Regions from separate parts of the Sus scrofa genome. Here regions 1 and 2 are each linked to region 3. Evidence: chromatin contacts called from public Hi-C and HiChIP or PLAC-seq data. All regions are on one chromosome and are shown on one strand. Each heading gives the region's core, a stretch centred on a gene start, on an enhancer-like site or on the middle of the called end of the contact. The rest is flanking DNA. Distances are from core to core; before and after follow the strand shown.

Region 1 (4,180 bases), core at 16-2,515, 390 kb before region 3:
ATTATAATACTTTCACATCTCCGTGCTTCCCAGCCCCCAAAGAGATTTAATGCTCTTACTCTTCATCTCCACCTGCCCCTCCCCAAGTTCCAGGCTGAGATCCTGCACCACCTATAGTCCCATGTTATTATTCATCTTTCCCTTAGGCTTCCTTTTCCCCCTCAAAAGTCTGTAGGTAACATTACATCATCGTTTGCTTCCAGGATTGCAGATGAGAAGTCCAATGCCAGCCTCATTGATTTTCTTTGTAAGTTACTTATTTTCCCTCTCTGAAGGCTGGTAAGCTTGGTATATATACTTGGAGTTCATTTTTCTCAGTCTGTGCCTGAAGGTACGTATTAGTTTTTATAAGCTCTGTTTGGAAGCCTGTGAACCTTTCAAATCTTCTGATCAAGACTTCTTCAGGAAAACTTCCTCCATTGCGTCATTATGGCATATGGAAGTTCCCAGACCAGGGATCGAATCCCAGCTGCAGGTTCAACCTATGCCACAGCTGCAGCAATGCCGGGTCCTTAACCCACTGCACCACAAAGGAAACTCCCCCATTCCCCCCATTTTATAAATTTCCATGTTTCCAATAATTACACTTCCAATATTGAGTCATTCAGTTACGCAGATATTTGGTTACTGACATCATTCCCCCAACTTCTTTTATTTCACCTTATTTCCATCTCTTTGAATTTCTGACTTGTGGGGTTTTTTTTTCCATTTGATCTTCCCTGTCACGTTTAAGCCGTAACTGTCCTCTCCCTTGACTCATCTCCCGAGGTTTTTTAGTCTGAATATGAGATTTCCCATTGATCCAGAACATGAGTTTCTCGTGTGTGTGTGTGTGTGTGTGTGTGTGTGCGCGCACGCGCGCGCGCGCGCGCCTGCCTGCGCACACATTGCACTGTATTTGTGGCTCCTTCGGGTGTTATTTTCATCACTGACTTCTGTTCAGATTATCTTCTTTCTCCTCCAGTACCTTCATACGGGCTGTTGTCTGTGTGAGGGTGGTTCTTTCTCATTTCTAGGACCCCATAGGTACACTGGTATTTTTCTTTGCTGGCTCCCCGGGGTGCAGGTGGGTCAGAGTCTTGAGACATGGACGGCCCAGCAGGCTTCGCTCTTCTGGGTCAGTAGTGTTCCAGCTGGGGGGTTGTTGGTCCCACAAGGATTCTCTCGTGCCCTAGGTTCCTCTGCTAGCGTTTGGGGAAGGAAGGACTCAGCCCTCTTATTTCCTCCCCCTCAGCTTTCTGAGCGGTGGAGCAATGAGGTTGAAGCACCCTCACGAGGGCAGGCGCAGCCTCTTCCTCAGGAAGTCCTTGGATTTGCATAAGTCAAGTGCTCCCAGATGTTACTGCTTTCCTTCTGACCGTAACTCCTGGACCCTGGGCCTCTGGTGGCTGGGCTCTCACTGGACCCAGACTAGACCGCAAACATGCACTCGATCTTGCTTCTACCATAAACCTTGGAAGCTGGTTGCCTCAAAAAAAAAAAAAAAAAAAAAATTTCAGCACCTTGTTTTAAATTAAGTAACTTTTGTCAATAAATGGAAAGAACTCGGAGTCCCCTTGTGGCACGGCAGGTTGGCGTTGTCACTGCAGTGGCTCAGGTCGCTGTTGTGGTGCAGGTTCAATCCTTGGCCTGGAAATTTCTGCATGCTGCAGGTGCAGCCAAAAAAAAAAAAAAAAAAAAAAAAAAAGGAAGAAAACAAATAAATGGAAAGAACTTGGTACTTGTACATAATTCAGTTTAAGCATTGCTCCAGATCCACAGCCACACCCTGTACCCCACTCTTCCTCCCCACCTGTCACCCCCTTACTCCCTCTGTTCCCAGGCATTACCCTGTTTCAGTGAACATGATTTGTTGGTCTTTTTATGTACAGCAATTCTCAAACTCTGATGTGCATGCAAATCACCTAGGACTCTTGTTGAAATGCAGATTCTGTTTCAGTAGATCTGGCGTGGTCTGGGATTCTGCATTTCTATCAAGCTGATGATTGCTGATCCCGTCCATACACACACACTTTTGAGTAGCAAGGATTTACACCATCACCCAAAGCAATCAGCCTGACAGAAGGGTAGAATGGCCTGTCCAAGGTTTAGTTAAGGCCCTAGGTTAGAGATGCCTTCGGGTTAGGTGTCACTCTGCAGAATATCGTCTATGCACTGAAACTGGGGCTTTTATATGGGGTGGTTGCTCTAGGAATAGAGGACTACCTCCTGGCCATTAGGGGTCTTCCTGCCAGTGGATTAGCAGGCAACAAAAGAAACTCTCTGGGCTGAGAGAAGCCACTCTGTAGTGTGAGGAGCATGGGTAGCTGCTACACAGTGGGAACAACTGGAACCTGGGAATCCCCGGAGCATCTCTTAGGGCTTCCGGGCAAGAGAGTAATGGCAGCAACCACAGTTAGACAAGGGCAAGGCAAGTAAGAGTTCAGACTCCTTGAAGAGGAAGGTCTAGGTTGTCTCACCAGGCAAGAAACACATGTCAGTTGAAGTGATGTCCAGGCGGGGGGAAGCTGGAGAATGGATGGGAGACGAGGAAGATGATGCATATACATGATGACCCTGGGAGGAGCTACAGCTGCAAAGGATTTGCTAACCCTCTTTACACATCTTCCAGGCGCTGCCACAGCTACTGCCTTGAAGGACAGACTGGCATTTCCCCTGTTGGGGAAGAAATGAAGCCATCTTGTTCTTGTATGTGCTCCATATGTTACAAGAGGGTGAAAGTGGATCTGAATGGTGCCAGGGATGGAATGTGCTAGACCTAGTTTGTGCGCCATCCCAAATCTCTGGTCTTCTCCCCTCGACTCCACTACTTAGCAGCCTTACCCCCAAGTCACTTGCCTTGGTTCCTAGATAGAGGGCTTTACAAAGAAGAGAAAGCTATTCTCTGGTCATTAAGCCAGCTCGTGGTCTCTGCCATTGACTGCATTACAGACTGTAGCACAGACAGAAAGAGAGAGACAGGCCACTCTAGGCAGTGGCCAGATGGGCCCAGGAGGCTCTGGTTTCCCTAAAGGCCAAGTCATGCTGCCTGCAAGTAAAAGGCTAGTGCCGTGGGTGGGGGAGGAGGGACTTTGAACCACAGGAGACTGGGGACTGGAAGAACCCAGTGGGTAAATTCTCCTCACCTTCTTCTGAGGGATGTTCCAAGACAGAGTAGTTCATACAGCCTCTCGAAGATGAGCCCCAGCAGTGAGCCACCCTGGTGACAAAACTGTGAGCCTCTCAGTAATGCACCTTCTTACCTTTGTTCTCCTCCCTCCCCGACTCACTTTTTCCATCAACCTGGTTTCTCTTGTTGCACAAACCCAACGAAGTGTTAGCATGTCAGCCTTTGACACAGGCTCTATTTTCTGGGGAACCCAGGGTAAGACAGTAGTCTCCTTGATAAAGAGAAAAAGAACAAGAAAATAAGCTGGGGGGAAAAAAAGGAAGTGAGAACTCATAAGGATAGAAGATTTTTTTTTTAAATAGTAAGAAAAAAATAAATCCCAAATCCTCTTCCTTGAGGAAAAATATCCCAGTATACCAGTTGGGGGCTCTATAATGAGTTCTGTATTGCAATTGAAGCTGATTCTGATGATTAAGAAGCAAGCACAGTGGTGGTGGTGGTGGTGTGTTGTGGGGGGTTTTTTGTTTTGTTTTTTGTTTTTTGCCACCATTCTCACAGCATGGCATTTGGAGACTCCCAGGTCAAGGATCAAACTCACACTACAGCAGTGACCCAAGCCCCTGCAGTGATGATGCCAGATTCTTAACCCGCTGAGCCTCAGGAGAACTCCAAGTTTTTAAAAGAGCTATTGAGTAGCTCACAATGTCGTTGTGAGGGCTGAAAAGCCAGACTCAAGGTTAAGCAATGCCCAAAACCATATCCTGTGCTGTCTGAAGAAACTGCCACTGCTGTCACTACCCCCTGGTGCTGGGACCTTGATCTTGAAACCCCTGTTGGGGCTGCCATGGTCAGAGCACATTGCCTGTGCCACCTGGACCCACGGAAATGGCAACTCCATGTAGAACATGATTCCCCATGTAGCTCACTTCCCATTCATTCCACGAAGGTCAAATACACACATCCTCATGGTGAGGGAGGCTGGGAATTTGAGTTCTGATGAATCATTTCTCCAAATATAAAAGGGCTATTCAAAAGATGATAGGAAGTGATGCATCAGACAGATGTCTACTA
Region 2 (3,740 bases), core at 52-2,551, 380 kb before region 3:
ACTTTTGTATCCACAGCCCTGTAGACTAAGAGTGGACAAATTATAGCCACAGGCCACTGCCTATTTTTGTAAATAAAGTTGCATTGGAATCCAGCCACACGCATTGGCTTACATATAGTCTGTGGCTGCTTTCAGGCTATAACAGCACAGCTGAATAGTTTTGACAGAGGTTGTATGGCCAAAAGTATTTCCAATGGTCATTTATGGAAAATAAACTGATGACTTCTGCAAGGGCAGTGGCAATGTTATCTATTCCTAAACCTCACCCTCCCTGAGCATCACTGTATTCACCAGTAAAATAGGACTAATAAGAATCATCTTCACTTCGAAGATATTTTGAGGATCAAATGAAACAACATATGTAAAACTGCTTTTCTGATGCTTTCCTGACAGAAGCACCATCTAAATGGGAGCTGTCATTTAGTTTCTTTGCTGGGTAAGAGTTTCCTTATTTAGCCTCTCCAGCTGAGGGTCGGTAAAAGAGGCAACAAAATACCCACCATCCATTGTGGTTGTAAGGATCTGTGAGACCAAAAAAAGGTTAAAGCATAAACTTTAGAATCAAACAGGCACAGGCTGGCATCTTGCTCAGCCCATCACTAAGTCTGCCATCAGAGGATCAGCGTAATACCTACATCAGAGTTGCTGTGAGTGTAAATGGAGATAGCACGAGCGAGCGCGAGGCCCTGGCGCAGTGCCTGGCCTTGTTCCGATCTGCAGGTGCAGTGACGAATACCACCTCCCACGGGTCCCTACCAACAGTACAGCTGAGCTGTACCCCTCTGCCTCTGCTCAGCGCCCACGGTCAGCCCTGGGTGCCGGTATAATTAGCTCCAACTCGGTGGTGAGCAGCCGCGGCTGCTCACAGCCTCTGACATGACTGTCACTTCCCACTCAGTTCTTCAAGCCACAGTTATCCCACTGATGAGTGCGTTACATGCCCGCCGGGCACAGGGCTTAGTGCCACCAGAGGACAGCTGAGCCCTCAAAAGCTCTGATTTATCACAAGGAACCCAGGCAGTGCCAAAAGAAAAGTTTGGGTGGGGTGGGGGGCTGGTAATGCCTCTTGAATTTGAGGAGAAATCCCATTCCTCCAGAACCCATAGCCTGGGGCGGCAGAGGAGGCCTATGTCTTTAAGAGGCCTCCGCTAGCTGGGCGGGGATCGCCGGCTTTTCCCCTCAGCATCTGGGCCCGCCCTCCTTTGAGTGACAGGCAATCAACCCAGTTGAAGGAGGAGAGTTCAGCGTGACGGCGAAGCGGAGCAATAGGAGCCCGGGTCGGCCTGCGCGGGGCGGGGTCCCGGGAAGGTGGGGCGGGCGGAGGCTGGAGGAGCGGCGGCGGCGGTGAGACCCGGTTGCGGGAGCTGGGCCTAGGTTGGCGTTCTGGTGAGTGAGGGGCGCGCCGGGGGCTCGGGCATTCCCGCCCTCGGAGCGGGGCCTGGCCTGAGGGACGCAGGGAGGAGAGGCTGGGCCGGGAAGCGGGCGGAGAGCTGCGGCCTGCTTCTGCCCAGGGGACCGAGGGGCTGGAGAGGGCGGGCCTGGGCTGCACCGCGCCGGTACGACAGGCCCCAGAGGGGTCGCGGCCCAGCTAGGTCCCCCGGACCTGAGGGGCACTGGGTCCCCGACAGGGAAGGGTCTACGGGTGGGGAAGAGGGCAGGCCAGGCCTCGAGGGGCGGGGGCTGGACCGGGTAGGGGTCGAGGGGTAGGGGAGGAGGAGGGTGGGTGGGTGGAACGCGGAGTGCGACGAGACGGTGAGGGAGGAGACGGGAGAGGGACCGAATGGGAAGGGGCTTGATAGGCGCCCAGAGAGTGTTTGGGGCTGGGTGGCCCCGGGCGCCAGACGCCCAGATCCTCTCGATGTCGCCACCCCCTTCAATAGACAAGGCTCTTCACCCCGCCCGGTCTATCCGGCCCGGCTCGGTAGACCCCAGTCCGTCTACTTGTATCTCCGCTGCTTGCTCGTCAGTTCAGCCCTCTTTCGCCTCTTACCCGGACCGATGCCGCGTCTTAACCAGATCTGCCCACATGCCCTCTGGCCGATCCGCAAGGGCCTTGCCCCTTGGCCGGAGGGCTCGGATCCGGACGCTCCGCTGCTTACAACTACGCCTCTTCCACCTCTTGCAGGGCCAGCCCCGGATCCTCTCCCAAGCCTTGGAGAGGGGAACCCACCGACCTCTCCTCCCTGGTCTCAGTCTACCAACCCCTCTTGCTCAATACTCTCCTCACCTTTTCGTGTTCCTTCTACATACCAAGCCCCAGCCCTACTCAGGGTCTTCACCCTTGGTCTTCCTACTCCGGGGCATATCTTCCCTGCCTGGCTTACTCCAGTAAATTCCTCTTTATCTTTCAAATCTCCACTCAAGTATCACTTCCTCAGGAGGCATCCCTGGCGCCCGACTCCCTCACCAAATGAATTCCCCACTTTCATCACCCTGTATACTTCTCCTTCACAACCCTTGAATGGCTGAAAATAGGCTTGTCTATTTCCACCAGATAATAAGGTTCACAGGGAAAAAGGTAGTATCTGCTTTTGCTTCTTGTATTTCCAGCATCTTGCACAGGGCCAGGCACTGTAAATATGTTTTAAATAAATGAATGGAAAACTTGGCTTTGGCAGGAGGAACAGGGTGTTCGTGTGAGTCATGTCCCTGAGGTCCTACACAAAAAGTGTGTCAGGGAGTTCCCTTTGTGGCTTAGCCGTTATAAAGAGTCCAGCTAGGATCCATGAGGATTCAGGTTTGATCCCTGGCCTTGTTCAGTGGGTTAAGGATCCAGTGTTGCCATGAGCTGTGGTGTAGGTCATATACTCAGCTCGTATACTCAGCTCGGATCCTGCGTTGCAGTGGTTGTGGCATAGGCCAGCAGTTACAGCTCCAATTTGACCCCTAGCCTGGAACTTCCATATACTGCCCTGAAAAGCAAAAAAAAAAAAAAAAAAAAAAAAAGCGTGCTAGGCTCTGCGCTAGACCATTGGTGACCAATAGAAATACAATCAATACGTGTAATTTAAAAATTATTAGGAGTTCCTGCTGTGGTGCAATGGGATCGGTGGTGTCCCTGGAACGCTGGGACACGGGTTCAATCCCCAGCCTGGCACAGTGGGTTAAAGATCCCGTGCTGCTGCAGCACAGGTCATAACTGCGGCTAGGATCTCATCCCTAGCCTGGGAACTCCATATGTGTTAGGGCAGACAAAAAAAGGAAAAGAAAATTAGTTATTTTAAAATGGTTTTTTTTTTTTAGTAGCCACATTAAAAAAGTAAAAAACAGGTGAAATTACTTTTTGTAATATACTTTACTTAACCTAATAGACTCCCAAATAATATTATTTTGACATGTAGTCAATATAAAAATACTAATGAGATATTCCACATTTGTGTGTGTGTACTAAATCTTTGAAATCTGGTAGGAGTTTTACTCTTAGAGTCCATCTCAGCTTGTGGTAACCATATTTCAAGTGCTCAGTAGCCACATGTGGGGGTGTGCAATGCTAGAAGTTTTATATACCGGTGACATTTAATCACCTTAAGCCTTTTGAGGTAATTAGTGTTGTCTACATTTTACTGATGTACATCATGAAGCTTCTGAACGTTACGCTGCCTGCCAGCGGTCCTCCTAAAGTTCGTGAGTGGAGGAGGCAAGTTGAAGACCAGGACCCCCATCTATTCATCTGTTACCCTCTGCTGCCTCCAGGAGGTGCCAGGAACTTTTGGTGGTGCAAGAAATGGGGCTAAACTTCT
Region 3 (3,855 bases), core at 368-2,867:
GGGCAGATTCAGGATAAGGTTTGAAGGTGGAGTGGCTGAGACATGAGGAACAATCAGATCTGGTGGTAGGAGGAAAGAAGGGGTTGAGGATGGCTCCTAGAGTTCTGACTTTTAAATCTGTAAGGCTGTAAGGACATTCCTGAAAGTGATTAAAGGGCAGATTATGGGAAAGATGAAGAAAGAAAAGAGCCCTAAAATTCCTAGTGACCACGTCCAGGAGGTGGCTGGTTCACGGGACTGGAGCCTTCCAGAAATCTAGGCCTCAGTTCAGTCATCTGCCCAAAGAGGAGGTTTGCCAAAGTTTGAAACCCCTAAAGGGTTTTTGGTGCTCAGTTTTGCTGGAATCGGGGTGAGCTCACCTGCGGCTCAGCAGCGACCCCTGGAGGCCTGGGGAGGCTCTTTCTCCTCCCTGCTCTGGGGCCATTTGGAGCCGATTCTCCACGTTCCTTCCAGACCTGAGGGGCCCAGAGTCAGGGAGGGGAACCCCTGACAGGTGGCCCTTGCGGAGAAAACTGTGTGTGCATCCAGGATGCTAATTCTTCACCGAAGGCTAGAAGGATCCTTTCCCTCCTCTCTCTTCTGTACCCTGTATGTAACTTCCATGACGTGACCACTGCCCTGGGCCCTCCAGGAAGACGCCCCTAATCCATTACTCTAGTGCTGGCACCACCCACTGCTTGTGGAGCAGGAGTAGAGGGAGCTGAGTCCCAAAAGGTCGGGACTGGAGTCGCCAAAGGAGCCTCCCAGGATCTAGCTGTCTGGGGTCCAAACTTCTCTTTTCTCCCGTCTCCTTCCCGGGATTCCCCAGGCGCTGGCAGCGACGCCTCCCGGGTGGCTGAGGACTGAAGGATCCGCCAGGCACCAATGACCCGGCGACCCAGCGGAACTCATTTTTCCTGCTGCCCGCCACTCTACCCCTATACTGCTGGCCCAACCCCTTCTGTGGTCCCGCCCTTTTCTACCCCCAAACCCAAGCTGGTCCTGCCTCGTCCCATTGGCTCTGGACCCACCCACACGGCCCTCCCTTTTCCTGGTTCCACCTTCTCCCTCTCTGGTCCCGCCTCCTATCCGATGTGACCCCGCCCCTTTACTGCCCTCCGGCCCAGCCCCCTAGGTCTTAGCCCCTACATCACAAGATCCTCCCCTTCAACTCTAGCCCCACCCTCTTCTCTGTGTCCCCGCCCACCGCTATTCTGGCCCCTCCCTTCATCATTTCCCCTCCACCAGCCTTACCCCACTTTCCTAGGTCCCAACTCGCTCTCCTTTCTCCGGCCCTCGGCTGGGACCCTACCCCACCCCGCCATGGCCCCGCCCCTCCCTACAAGACCTGCCCACCAAGGGGGGCCCCCCCACTCCCCTCCATAGCCCCGCCCCCATATCGGTAGGCCCCGCCCCCCTGCGGCCTCTACCTTTGGCGTCTTCCCCAGAGAGGTGGCGGAGACCGGCTGCTGGATGCCGTTGGGACTCCGGGTCAGAGGTCCCGGCAGGGCCCGCGGGTGGCAGTGAAGTGACAGTGAACCTGCGGCTCATGGTGCGGAAAGGGGCCGGGCGGCCGCGGAACGGGCCCAGATTGCACAAGTGGCCGCAGCCCGGCTCCTGAAGGCTGAAAGAGCGGATTCCCCCTCCACGCCGGCCGCCCCCCGCCGGCCGCGGCGCCGCGCAGGGTCCTAGTGCCCGCTGTGCTGAGGCTCTGTATCTCATCACTTAGCTCTGAGGCCCTGGACTCTCAATTCCACTGGAACCGCTTGAGGATCCCCCTCGCTGCTGAGAGCTTTCCCTGTACCAGGGACCCCAGCATGTGGCTCCTGGAACCGGCGCTCCTCTGCTGGGGTCTCCTAAACATCTGGGTTTCATTCACACTCATTCATTCAGCACATCTTGACAGCTCACCTGTGTTTCAGGCATTGGTGCTAGGCTCTGGGGATACAGCACTGGATGAGACCCACTGGCTTCCTTCCCTCGTGTGGCTTAAGTCCTAATGTGTGAGAGGAGAGAGATGATAAGTGAGCAAACGCATAAACAAGATAATTTGAGATTGTTGTATATGTTAAGAAGAAAAGGTGAGGAGTTCCCATCGTGGCGCAGTGGTTAACGAATCCGACTAGGAACCATGAGGTTGCAGGTTCAGTCCCTGCCCTTGCTCAGTGGGTTAACGATCCGGCGTTGCCATGAGCTGTGGTGTAGGTTGCAAACGCGGCTCAAATCCCACGTTGCTGTGGCTCTGGCGTAGGCCTGCGGCTACAGCTCCAATTAGACCCCTAGCTTGGGAACCTCCATATGCTGCGAGAGCAGCCCAAGAAATGGCAAAAAGACAAGAAGAAGAAGAAGAAGAAGAAGAGGAAGGAGGAGGGGAAGGAGGGGAGGAAGAGGAGGAAGAAGAGGAAGAAGAGGAGGCCCAGGGATAATGAGTAGAGGGAAGAACTGCTTTAGGGCATGGTCTGAGAAGACCTCTCAGAAGATGGAATATTTAACCTGAGACTTCACTAATGAGAAGGAGCCAATTAAGCAGAGATGTGGGGGAAGAGCTCTCTTGAAGAGAAAATAGCAAGTGCAAAGGCCCCGGGGTGAAAAGAGGCCTGGATGGTTTAGGGAGCAGCAAGAAGGCCAGTGTGTCTGGAACAGTGAGCGAAAAGCGTGGTGGTGAGGAGATGAGGGAGGAGAAGAAGGCAGATCCTAAGGCTTCAGGGAGGCATCTGGATTCTTTCCTAATCTACCAGGGAACCCGTGAGAAGTTTTTGAGTCGGGAAAATGAAGTAATCTGACTTATATGTTAACGGGGTCACTCTGGCTGCTGGGTGAAAACTCAACTAAGGGCAGGCGTAGAGGCTGAGAGTCTGATGAGGAGGTTTCTGCAGACCCCCAGGTAAGAGGTACTGTTAGCTGGGCTAGGATGGTGGCAGTCATCTGATTCCAGATACATTTTGGAAGTAGAACCTACAGGGCCTGCTGCTGGATTGGACGTTGCATGTAATGGAAAGAGGCCTCAAGGAGGATCCTGGAAAATCTCATGCATTGCTGGTGGGAATATAGATGGGCAGAACCGCTTTGGAAAATTGTTTGGTCACATCTGCTAAAGTTGAACTTACACATACCTGTCTAGCCAGCAATTCCACTCCAAGGTATATGCCTGTAAAATACTGTTTAACTAACGTGAAAATAGTCACAGTCTATCTTTAAGGAGTTCCAGTTGTGGCTCAGTGGTAACAAACCCAACTAGTGTCCATGAGGATGAGGGTTCCATCCCTGGCCTTGCTGTCTGGGTTAAGGATCCAGCGTTGCTGTGGCCATGGTGTAGGCCAGCAGCTGCAACTCCAATTCGACCCCTAGCCTGGGAACGTCTGTATGCTTCTGGGGTAGCCCTTAAAAAGCAAAAAAAAAAAAAATGTATCTTTAAGCTGTTATAAATGATGATAGTAACTCTTGGGATGAAGAGGCAGTGATTACAAGAGGGCATGCGGGGGTTTTTAGGATGCCGGTGATGTTTTGTTTCTTGATCTGGATGCTGGTTACAGTTGTGTTCAGTTTGTGAAACTATATTGTAATGTACACTTGTGATGGGCTGACCTGTCTGTATGTTTGTTGCATTGGAGCAGTGGTTCTCAAGTGGGGGGCAGTGTGGCCCATCAGGGAACATTTGGCAATACTCAGAGACATTTTAGTTTGTCACAACTGGAAGGAGGATGATACTGGCATCTGGTGGGTAGAGGCCACTTGTGCCATCTGCCTTTTGCACCAAGACCAAAACTGCCTGGCTCTAAGCCACAGATTCACCATCACCTCCCTGCACTCCCCACTTCCAGTTAGGATCCATGATCAACAGACCCTGAATGGGTCTCGCATCTGTCCTTGGACCCC

The links. A called contact is a pair of places that touch in the nucleus more often than the background predicts. HiChIP or PLAC-seq counts read pairs in DNA pulled down with a chosen protein or histone mark.
Region 1: a contact with region 3 is called in an H3K27ac HiChIP or PLAC-seq map of alveolar macrophages. The contact joins the enhancer-like site here to the promoter of SLC12A5 in region 3. A contact is called at or near these places in 11 of 47 Hi-C or Micro-C datasets (adipocytes, alveolar macrophages, blood and 8 more) and 1 of 2 datasets of contacts at active chromatin or transcription factors (alveolar macrophages).
Region 2: a Hi-C map of embryonic fibroblasts shows a contact between it and region 3, with 2.6 times the contacts expected there. The contact joins the promoter of ELMO2 here to the promoter of SLC12A5 in region 3. A contact is called at or near these places in 9 of 47 Hi-C or Micro-C datasets (adipocytes, alveolar macrophages, blood and 6 more) and 2 of 2 datasets of contacts at active chromatin or transcription factors (alveolar macrophages and skeletal muscle).

What each region holds. Positions count from the first base shown.
Region 1 is chr17:48,583,841-48,588,020 of Sscrofa11.1, reverse strand. No RefSeq gene overlaps it. Among named protein-coding and RNA genes, the nearest start is that of ELMO2, 18 kb to the right of the region's middle. Within about 2 kb of position 1,265, at least 1 of the 83 cell types and tissues checked has an H3K27ac peak or open chromatin away from gene starts, as enhancers often do. A contact at or near this core is called in alveolar macrophages, where this site is marked.
Region 2 is chr17:48,565,223-48,568,962 of Sscrofa11.1, reverse strand. ELMO2 (engulfment and cell motility protein 2) reads left to right here and starts at 1,301. Exons shown (of 21, transcript XM_021078300.1): 1 at 1,301-1,386.
Region 3 is chr17:48,189,834-48,193,688 of Sscrofa11.1, reverse strand. It overlaps SLC12A5 (solute carrier family 12 member 5), which reads right to left and starts at 1,617. Exons shown (of 26, transcript XM_021078314.1): 1 at 1,410-1,617. The coding sequence starts at 1,530.